2 separate regions of the Sus scrofa genome follow, and region 1 is linked to region 2. A link is a contact called in public HiChIP or PLAC-seq data. All regions are on one chromosome and are shown on one strand. Each heading gives the region's core, a stretch centred on a gene start, on an enhancer-like site or on the middle of the called end of the contact. The rest is flanking DNA. Distances are from core to core; before and after follow the strand shown. Region 1 holds the start of TMEM182 (transmembrane protein 182). Region 2 overlaps TMEM182 (transmembrane protein 182).

Region 1 (4,809 bases), core at 767-3,266, 68 kb before region 2:
CTGACTACTGTCACAAAAGATTCTCTACTTTTCTTTGAAGGATCTAATCACACAATCTAATCTGTATAATCCAGGCAATTACTATGTAAGCTAACAAATTCACAGAGTATGTGGTGAAGTTTAGGATTAGGGTGTGGACATCTCTGGGGGTCCATTATTCTGCTTATCACAGAATCCAAATAAGAAAGGTGGTGGCATTAACTTCGTTAGACTATGCCCAAAATATTTTACTATTCCTCACTTTGATCAAGTATTTAAAAATTGTAGAACTGCAAGGGGATTTGGAGTTGTTTAAAGGAATGGGATGTTTAGCTCAGAAAAATTAAGACCTATATTAAGGGGTGGAGTGGAAGTTGCAGTTTGAGGAGGCACAAGATGATTGCTTCTTCAAAATATCAGAAGGTTCCATTGTATGATAGAAAGTTTAAGTGTGCTGTACGATCTCAGAGAACAGAATATCACTAGTACAGGAACTTTTAGGAAAGCAACTAGGGGCAGAAATTAAGGCAGACCCGTGGCTAATGCTGATATCCTTAATGCCACAGGCAGAAAATGGCATGGCTTGTTGATATGTGGTGTCTTTTTTTTTTTTTTTTTTGGTCTTTTTTTGCCATTTCCTGGGCCGCTCCTGCGGCATATGGAGGTTCCCAGGCTATGGGTCGAATTGGAGCTGTAGCTGCCAGCCTACTCCAGAGCCACAGCAACGCGGGATCCGCCGCGTCTGTGACCTACACCACAGCTCAGGGCAACGCTGGATCATTAACCCACTGAGCAAGGGCAGGGATCGAACCCCCAACCTCATGGTTCCTAGTTGGATTCGTTAACCACTGGGCCACGATGGGATCTCCCCGATATGTGGTGTCTTATCAAGGAGATTTGAGCATTAGATGAGAAATCGGCTCAGATGTTCTCATTTAACCCTCACAGTCATTGATTTTATGACTTAGAATTCCCTTCATGGCACTTGGGCACCTCTGATTGCATGTAGCTGGAGCTGGCCAAGGCCCCACATCCTTACTAAGGAGCCATCTTCTTGCCGTCACTAAATTTTGTGTCTAGGGATCCATCCCATGTCAAACAAAAGTGGTGAAAGAAGCTGGTAGGGTTCAGATGCTCTTCAGAAGATGCAGTGACCCACGCTATACTAAGAATATTAAGAAAATATAGCCATGGGAATAGTGCATGTCTTTAAATATTACACAAGTACTTAAAATTATTCTTTGGGGTATTTAGACATGGAGAGAAAACAAAGAAATGAGCTATAGAAATGAAGCATGAAAAAAGTGTAGATTCACTGCTATTCAGACCCACATTGTGAGGAAGTTAAATATTTAAAATGAAGGAAACAAAAGAAAAGTAGACCATATTATTTCACCCTAATCCAGAAAATAATATATTTATGAGACTTTTTTCCCCACAAGTCCACCTTTGGGATGATTATTTGGAATAACTTGTACAAGATACGGGAGCTGCTATATAAAGTTCTGTTTTTATGACAATAGTTTATGCTACATAAAGGTACTTTTTCTACTTTAAATAGTTTCTGTTACCATATTTTGATCTGTTAAATACACTTATGAATATCTACGTTATAAACCTGAACTATACTCACTGTTTCGTTAGATCCTTTGACCCACTAATTGTTTTATATCCCCAAAATATCTAAAAGGAATTAAGAAATTAATTATGACCTCAATTGTATTCAAGAAAGGTCTTTGTGGTTCTCTGTCTTCAAAGAGAGTCTTAAGTGTGTTTGGGGGTGAAATGGTCTTTCTGGATGAAGAGGAACTTATTTAGACACTTAAGACTTTGGGCCAATACTGTCAGTGACTTCATACCATTCCGTTTTCTTTCCACTTCTATGGATTACCCAGCAGCAGGAATGATCATTCCGGCCAGTTCCCAGTACTCCCCTCCACAGTCAGGGGAAGGTCAGCTAATTTTGGATCCCCCTGGGAGAGAGACAGCTCCTCAATCAGTATCCTAAAATAGCCAGCCATTCTCAGCTGCTGGGCTGGAGGCCCTCCAGGGGAGAGCAGAGGGAGCTCAGATCCCCCAGCCGGTGCGAGTGAGAAGCCACCGAAACTTGAGCTAGGAGAGGCTTCTCAAGAAGATTCTGCCTACTTCGAAATCTTTATGCTTTTTTGTTGAGGAGCTAGGTGTCTGCTGTTTTTTTGTTTCCTTAATTGATTTCAAGGGAAACCCGTGAATTGAAAATGAGACTAAATATCGCCATCTTCTTTGGGGCTCTCTTTGGTGCTTTGGGGGTTTTACTCTTTTTGGTGTCTTTTGGATCAGATTATTGGCTTCTTGTGACTGAAGTGGGGAAGTGCTCAGGTGAACAGAATGTGCGTTTCTTTTTCAAAATATTGCCGTACTTGCTAGTGATGAGGACAGCCTTATGTATCCTCTTGAAATCCAAAAATAGTAGTGGAATGTCTATTTCTTCATGGAAGAGATATGTAGAAAGCTGTGGATCATTATTACTTGGGAAAAATGCAATGCTTTAAAATCTTCCTGGATGGAATTAACTTAGATTATGTTCCTTGTGTTGATGGCAAGTTGCTTCATTTGTGTTCTGTGCAGATAGAAAATGTCACTTTCCACCATGAAGGATTCTTCTGGAGATGTTGGTTTAATGGAATTGTAGAAGAGAATGATTCCAATATCTGGCAGTTCTGGTACAGTAAGTGCATTTCAGCTTTATTTCCCTGTTTGGCTTTAAAATAAAAATGACAAAAATAAAATAAAATAAAAAAATAAAAATGAATAGCTTGAATAGTTTCTTATTTGGTGCATGTCACTTACAAAGTAGGATTAGATTCTTTCAGAACCTCAATAGGATCTCTTCCAAAGGTTCATGAAATGATTCCTTTTCAGGAGGTAGAAATGGCTATAGGAATAAATATTTTATTTTCTGACATAAAATAGGAGTCTGAATATTTTTGGCAAAATTGAATAACCTGCCATTTATTTGCTCATGTTTAAAATACACCAACCTTAAACAAGACAGATATTATCTGTATTTTATCAAGGGTCAATTATTGCTATATTGCAAATAGAAGTTTTAATTTTTTTTGTCCACAAACCCTTGAAATCCCAAATTCAAAAATCCAGAATTAGAAGATGTATTATTTTATGTGAATAGCTTCAAAGTAAAAAAAAAAAAAATTTATAGCAAAACAATTATCAGCAGTGGCAGATGAAAGCTTGCTCTCTTTGGGCTTAAATCAAGTTTGTGGGCAGGAAATAAATGCTTTGCTTTTGATGTTTCCATTCTCTCATAGAAACTTTAAATTTCTTTTTTGAAGTAGAATAGCTCCTTAAAAATATGATGCATTCTTTCAACAGTATTTCCTATATTGTGTTAGTCTTTGAAAATCAATTCATTGAAAATAGCTAGGCTTTATCTAATTGCATCCAACAATGAAAGGACTGTTTATTATCTTCATGCTTATTGTGCATTGAAATTGTTAGTCTTGCTATCAAAGTACTCCTATGATAAATCAAAATATGGTATTTATACAATAGTTAAGATTATGAAATATATCATAAAAATATGAGATCGCAGAAGACAAGCCAACGGTAAATTGGCATATGTAAGAGGAACATAGTAATGATGAAATGGCATTTTGAGAGAACTATTTCATAGACTATCTGATTGTCATTTGGGAGGTGAGAATAAGCATACCACCTGCCAATGAAAATTATTTAGACTTTAGTAAAGTAGAGTAAGTCAAATTCTGAAAGAGGGAGATTTTTGCCAAGACCTAGAAAAGGAAAGAATATTTTATTCCTTAAAGGATATTTAATGCAATCTTCAAGTTTTCAAAAAACATTAAAGTTCTTTTTCATGGTTTCTTCAAATGCTAAAAAATGTACTCAAATTATTAACTTGTATGTGCTATCATCTGCATCTTTTCCCTAAAATACAATATAGAAAAACATTTTATATAAATGAGAGTCAATCAAGCTTAAATCTAAGTTTATTAGACCTTTTAACAATTATTTTTGGAACACCTGCCATGTGCTAGGCATTATATTAGGAACTGAAAGATGTGGTTGTGAAAAATAAATGAAATCTGGTGCTTTCAATTTTACAGTGATTTTAAGGGCATTCTCTCTCCTGAATTAGGTCATGAGCTACATGTTTTAGATGAATCCACTTTCCAGGTCCCCTGTGCTTTTCCATATAAGGTTTTTAAGGAAATCATCCTCCCTTACCCAGTCATTCTCTGAATTTATTGATATAACCAGTAGTTTTATTAAGCTTGTGTACCCCTAGGTCCAGTATTTCTCATCTATTAGGAACAAGTCTTCACTCAGCTTCTTGATAACCAATACGTTTGCTTTGCTTTCCTTCCTAGCCAATCAGCCACCATCCAAGAACTGCACCCACGCTTACCTGTCACCATATCCCTTCATGAGAGGTGAGCACAACGCCACCTCCTACGACTCTGCAGTGAGTAAGTACCTCTGTCCTCAGATGCCTTTGATGGGGCCCTGCCTTTCTGGAAGTTGCTGCCAGGACAGTTAAACAAGGCATTAAACATCTATCATTTCAACAAGTTTTTGATATCAATATGCTATATTTAAAATAATAAGTCACTTTTATTTTTTTTTTTAATTTTATTTTTTGCTTTTTAGGGCCTCACCCATGGCATATGGAGGTTCCCAGGCTAGGGGTCGAATCAGAGCTGTATCTGCTGGCCTACAACCAGAGCCACAGCAACAGGGGATCTGAGCCATGTCTGTGACCTACACCACAGCTCACGGCAATGCTGGACCCTTAACCCACTGAGCGAGGCC
Region 2 (5,151 bases), core at 1,291-3,790:
TGCTTTTGTCGTTTTTCACTGCTCTCTTCATACTTGGCCTGACAACGGATGGACCAACAAATGGACAATCTCCAGGCTGATGGGAACACAGGCTACATCTTACACTCATAGATACTGTAGTTTTTGATTGATCGATAGCATTATCAATACAGTTTATGATTGTAATACTTTTGCCTATCCACATGGTAGCAAGGTGTTTCTAATTAATATGGTTTTGCTTCATAATGTTGTTTCAATCATAAAATGGTGAACCTGAAAGCCTCCAGTTTCACTGCCTACCAAGCTTTCAGGAAAATACAGTTTCCAAGGTCTGTTACTTTCTATTCACAGACACAATAGGACAGAAAAAAAAAAAAAGACATTAAAAAATTATTTAATTTTCCAAACTTTTTTTCATTTCAAAAGCAATACATCTTCATTAGACAATTCAGAAAGTACAAATGAGCAGAAAGTAAGAAATAAATGTCACCCGTAATTCCACCACTAGAGTCAAGTGGTAGAAACAGTTATAACAGGTGACTAAAAGAGTCCAACTGAAAAATGTTTTGGAATTCCCATGGCGCAGCGGAAATGAATCCGACCAGGAAACATGAGGTTGCGGGTTTGATCCCTGGCCTCACTCAGTGGGTTAAGGATCCAGATTTGGGAGTTCCCATTGTGGCGCAGTGGTTAACGAATCCGACTAGGAACCATGAGGTTGCGGGTTCGGTCCCTGCCCTTGCTCAGTGGGTTAACAATCCGGCATTGCGGTGAGCTGTGGTGTAGGTTGCAGACGCGGCTCGGATCCTGCATTGCTGTGGCTCTGGCGTAGGCTAGTGGCTACAGCTCCGATTCAACCCCTAGCCTGGGAACCTCCATATGCCGCAGGAGTGGCCCAAGAAATGGCAAAAAGACCAAAAAAAAAAAAAAAAAAAAAAAAAAAAAAAAGGATCCACTGTTGCCATGAGCTATGGTGTGGGTTGCAGACTCAGCTCAGATCTGATGTGGAGGTGGCTGTGGCCGGCAGCTATAGCTCTGATTCGACCCCTAGCCTGGGGACCTCCATATGCCATAGGTTCGGCCCTTAAAAGCAAAAAAAGAAAGAAAAATGTTTTGTAAACTTAGATTTTGACTTAATATGACAGCTGATACTTGTGTGTCATTAAGTATTTCAAAGATCATCTACACTCTTTTAATAGCAACCAAGCCAGCACTGCTCAGACACATGCCAGCCTGGTCTCTGTTAGAGTATTTGACTCTGAAGAGCTTACTTCTTTTGAGTCACTTTGCTCTTCTCCTTGGGAATGTTTTACAAGGGAGGAATTATAGTGACCAACCACCTCGGTTATTGTGAGTTAAATAATTGTGGAAGCTGCAAATTATGTTAGACAAATATGGAGTACTCTCTAGATTTTCACTGGATGGAAATGCAGACAAGATGAGCAGTGGGCTGACTGATTCCTGGGCACCTCCTGTGCTCCAGTTGCCTTTTATACATTGTTTGGCGGTGCCGTTCCTGTGGGGTGTTGAGGGCACTGAAACTGAGAGGGTTTGGAAGTTGCCCAGGGCCACACAAGATGGAAGGGCTTGGAGAGGGTTTGCTAGGTGTTTGAATCACCATGCTCTTTCTCTGATACCACTTGACTTCTCTCTAATAGTGGAGGGGAAATATTTTGAACATATTTGAGTAGAAACAGAAAGATTTCTGTGAGTGATTAGGGCTAAGCGTTGGATTCGTTGCATGAATGAAAAACCACCAAGTGAGCTACTTTAAATCCTCCACTGACCATGCCTTCTGCTTCAGTCTTTGGGCTTCAAGCATTAAATGAGATGGTGCAAGATGTCAAGGTCCCTGTGACATGCTCAGTGACAACAGTGACTGGACAAAGTTCTCAGGACAATATCCAGGCTTTTGCAGATTTCCCACTCAACACCAACTAGGGTGGGAGGGGTGGAGGCCTTCCAGTTACGAGAGAAGTCTCGGGAGAAAGAGAAAGAGACAGCCAAGCTTGGAATCTGAGTTCCACTATTAGTGGTATGATTTTTGTCTTTAAATGATTTTTATTTTTTCCATTATAGCTGGTTTACAGTGTTCAGTCAATTTCTACTATACAGCAAAGTGACCCAGTCACACATACATATATACATTCTTTTTCTCACATTATCCTCCATCATGCTCCCTCATGAGTGACTAGATCCAGTTCCCAGTGCTAGACAGCAGAATCCCATAGCAGTACGACTTTAAGCCATTACATCACTTCCCTTTGCCTCAGTCTCCTAATTCACGAAGGAAAGTGAAAATGTTCGCACAAAGTGTTTAGAACAGTACCTGTCACAGAGTAATTCTCTCTACTATTTCTATTATCATGATTTTGTTATGCTAGTTTTGACTTACATGTTTCTATCATTGCTGATCCAAGACTTCTTGCCTTACGTGTCAGAGATCATGGATATAGTGTTTCCAGGACCATTTCTTTTTCCCTCATTCCTACACTCATCTTGAGAACACCTTCTATCCCACAGCCTCAGCTCGCACAAGATTGCCCAGGAGTGTGTTGAGAGCCAGAAAAACCTGGAGGGAGGAGGACAATGGTAACATAATGTCCCCTTTAGAGAAAATAGACTGCCAAAGAAGACGGGTTATCTGAGAAGTTCCTGGGGTGAGTTTCCATATGTGGTTGGCCAACCAAAAAGGAAAAAAAAAAAAAAATCCAAATTGAATTAGTGCCCTTTTAAAAGGGAGGGGGTACATTTAAATGTATATAAAAAGGGAAACACAGAAAGATAATGAAAAACGGCTCTCCCACACAGCAGCCCTACTTGCCCCGTTGTTATGTGGCTTCACTTTGAACCAGATGCTCTCATTGCAACAGGAGCATGCTGCCAGCCACCACATGGCTATTTGGCAGCTATTTAAAGCCCAGCTCATATTACGGCACTGCAGGGCTAGGCACCAGTGTTCCAACTGGTACACAAGTGATCTAAACAGGAGTCAGCATCACCTCTTCTTCTCTGAAATTAAATTTGAAGGCACGATCTCTCTGATCCTGCTTTTCCTTTCTTTTGCATTATTTCTTTTTGGAACTGTGTCTTGCCTGCACCACAGGGAAACTTCAGTTAGGTTGTCAGTCTGATAAACTGTATTATCAGATACGTTAGCTTTTCTCCCTTCTCCATTTGCTTAAGAGCTTCGAAACACAAAGAATAAAACGTGCTAAATGGGATGAAATGACCTGTCAAGGGTAGATTCAGCATCTGTGAACAACTTCAAAAAAATCCCCGAGCTTCAAGGCCCTCTAGTCTGAGCTGCTTTTTACCTGGCTTTCCTCTTTCTCCTCTTTTCAAACTGAAGTACTTTGTGCATCATTGATCTTGGAAGATTGTTTCTTGGAAAGCAACCATCCTACCTGCCCCCCCTCCCCACCACCACCTAAGAAGCCTCAGATAAGATTTGGAAGTGCGGTTGAGTGTTGAGCATTAGAAGAGCAGATTTAAGTCTTACCTTCATTATCATACAGTACTTATATTCCACAAACACAATATTCCAGAAACACAAGCAACTTGCAGAAAGATCTGGCTAATACATACACTGAATAACAGTGACCTGGGATTTTAGGATTAGAGGATAGAAATGTTTTGGACTGTGACTTGGTTAGGAGTTACAGCTCTGGGCAGCTGTTAACCAGAGAGGAGAAATCCAATCCTGGCCTCATGAACCATCAAAGGGTGTAACTGTGTCTTGGGTCACACATCATAGAAGCTTATCCCATGGAACAAACCCATGGAATTGCTAGTATTTATGGGAGGAAAGTGGGGGTGAGGACACCGCTTCCACTCATGGCTGATATAGCTTGTGATCTTAGCAAAGACCTTCCATATTTTTTCTGTGAAACTGAAAGCATCCTTGAGAGAGCTTGGAACACAGGTCACCAGCTTCTGCCTTAGGTTGTCATGTGTTACCTTGGCAAAAAAGCCATCCATCAAAAAAACTGGTCATGATTTTGATATCCCTTTGGGTTCTGGTGCAAGATTACCTATTGGTCATGGTAGTTAAGTCTCCCCAGTGATGGCCAAGCAAAGGGCTGTTGCCAATAGCCCCTGAGTGACTGAGTCTGTACCATAGGTGCTGAGTAGATGTTGCCTGAATGAGTGAAGGACTGAGTGGTACAGGGAAGTGAGCTGGCTGTGGTGAGCTGTGAGCAAGGTCACTTTTATGGATGACTTAGAGGAAACAGAAGCAGCATATCAATGTTTTTATTAAACAAATATTCTGTCAAATATTTATGGTCACTTAGGAAAAGGAAAGCTATTTTTTAAAGAGTTGGAACAGAGCAGAAGTTAGCAAATTGCTGTTCTTGAGTATCATTCTTTGGAGGCCCGTAGGGGGTTTCATGGCAGCATTCATTCTCAGGGGATGCTAACACTGGGGCTAGGATGTCTGAGCCAACGGTAGACTCACACACAACTCTGTTCAGGTCCAGCACTTCGGCGTAAACCAGGAGAAGTTGGAAGTGAGGCAGACCGCATTTATAATACCACTTAAGGGACAGACAGCTGGGGTCAGTGCTAAATTTTCATTTATCAAATGCAGAGAGGCGACTCTTGCATAACAATCAGCACCAGCTATCACACTGAATGGAAAATAACCACATTTCCACCTTGGACAATGTATTCTAAACAGGACAGTAATTGTTTCTAGGAAGCTATTCATGATTTCCTTTTTTTGTCCCTCCTGTCATCAAGAATCATCCAGGAATAAGGTAAACTTTTTATCATAATGTATACAACATGGTGATTTTTTGAATAGTTTAGAATTCTTAGAGCTGATGACACATCTGCCAGATTCCACGCAGTCCTCGTGTCCTGGCAGGAGATGGGCTTGTGTGACCTGCTAGCTCTTCCTCGTCTCTCATCCGTGAGTCTTTGAAATGCATCCCAGAGCTTAATTGTGACAGCACTCTTTATTATTCTGAACCCTTCACTGCATTCTTCAGGAGAACAATGCAAGGAAAAGAGAGTTGGTGCCTTTGACACAAAAACTGGAAGAGGCCATGATTTCAGGGGGCAACTTCCCTTTTTCAGGCAGGTGAGAGGTTGGAGGAGGCCTGGTGGGTTAGGGAATAAGAGGGTTGCTGCCAGGCACTTATCAAACCAATTCTGTTATTTGTTCAC

Evidence for each region. HiChIP or PLAC-seq counts read pairs in DNA pulled down with a chosen protein or histone mark.
Region 1: a contact with region 2 is called in an H3K27ac HiChIP or PLAC-seq map of skeletal muscle. The contact joins the promoter of TMEM182 here to the enhancer-like site in region 2. A contact is called at or near these places in 7 of 47 Hi-C or Micro-C datasets (fetal heart ventricle, heart right ventricle, psoas muscle and 2 more) and 1 of 2 datasets of contacts at active chromatin or transcription factors (skeletal muscle).

Annotation. Positions count from the first base shown.
Region 1 is chr3:51,489,891-51,494,699 of Sscrofa11.1, reverse strand. It overlaps TMEM182 (transmembrane protein 182), which reads left to right and starts at 2,016. Exons shown (of 8, transcript XR_002342518.1): 1 at 2,016-2,348; 2 at 2,587-2,686; 3 at 4,368-4,466.
Region 2 is chr3:51,422,315-51,427,465 of Sscrofa11.1, reverse strand. The region is part of intron 4 of TMEM182 (transmembrane protein 182); the gene reads left to right. Among named protein-coding and RNA genes, the nearest start is that of TMEM182, 68 kb to the left of the region's middle. Within about 2 kb of position 2,540, at least 7 of the 83 cell types and tissues checked have an H3K27ac peak or open chromatin away from gene starts, as enhancers often do. A contact at or near this core is called in skeletal muscle, where this site is marked.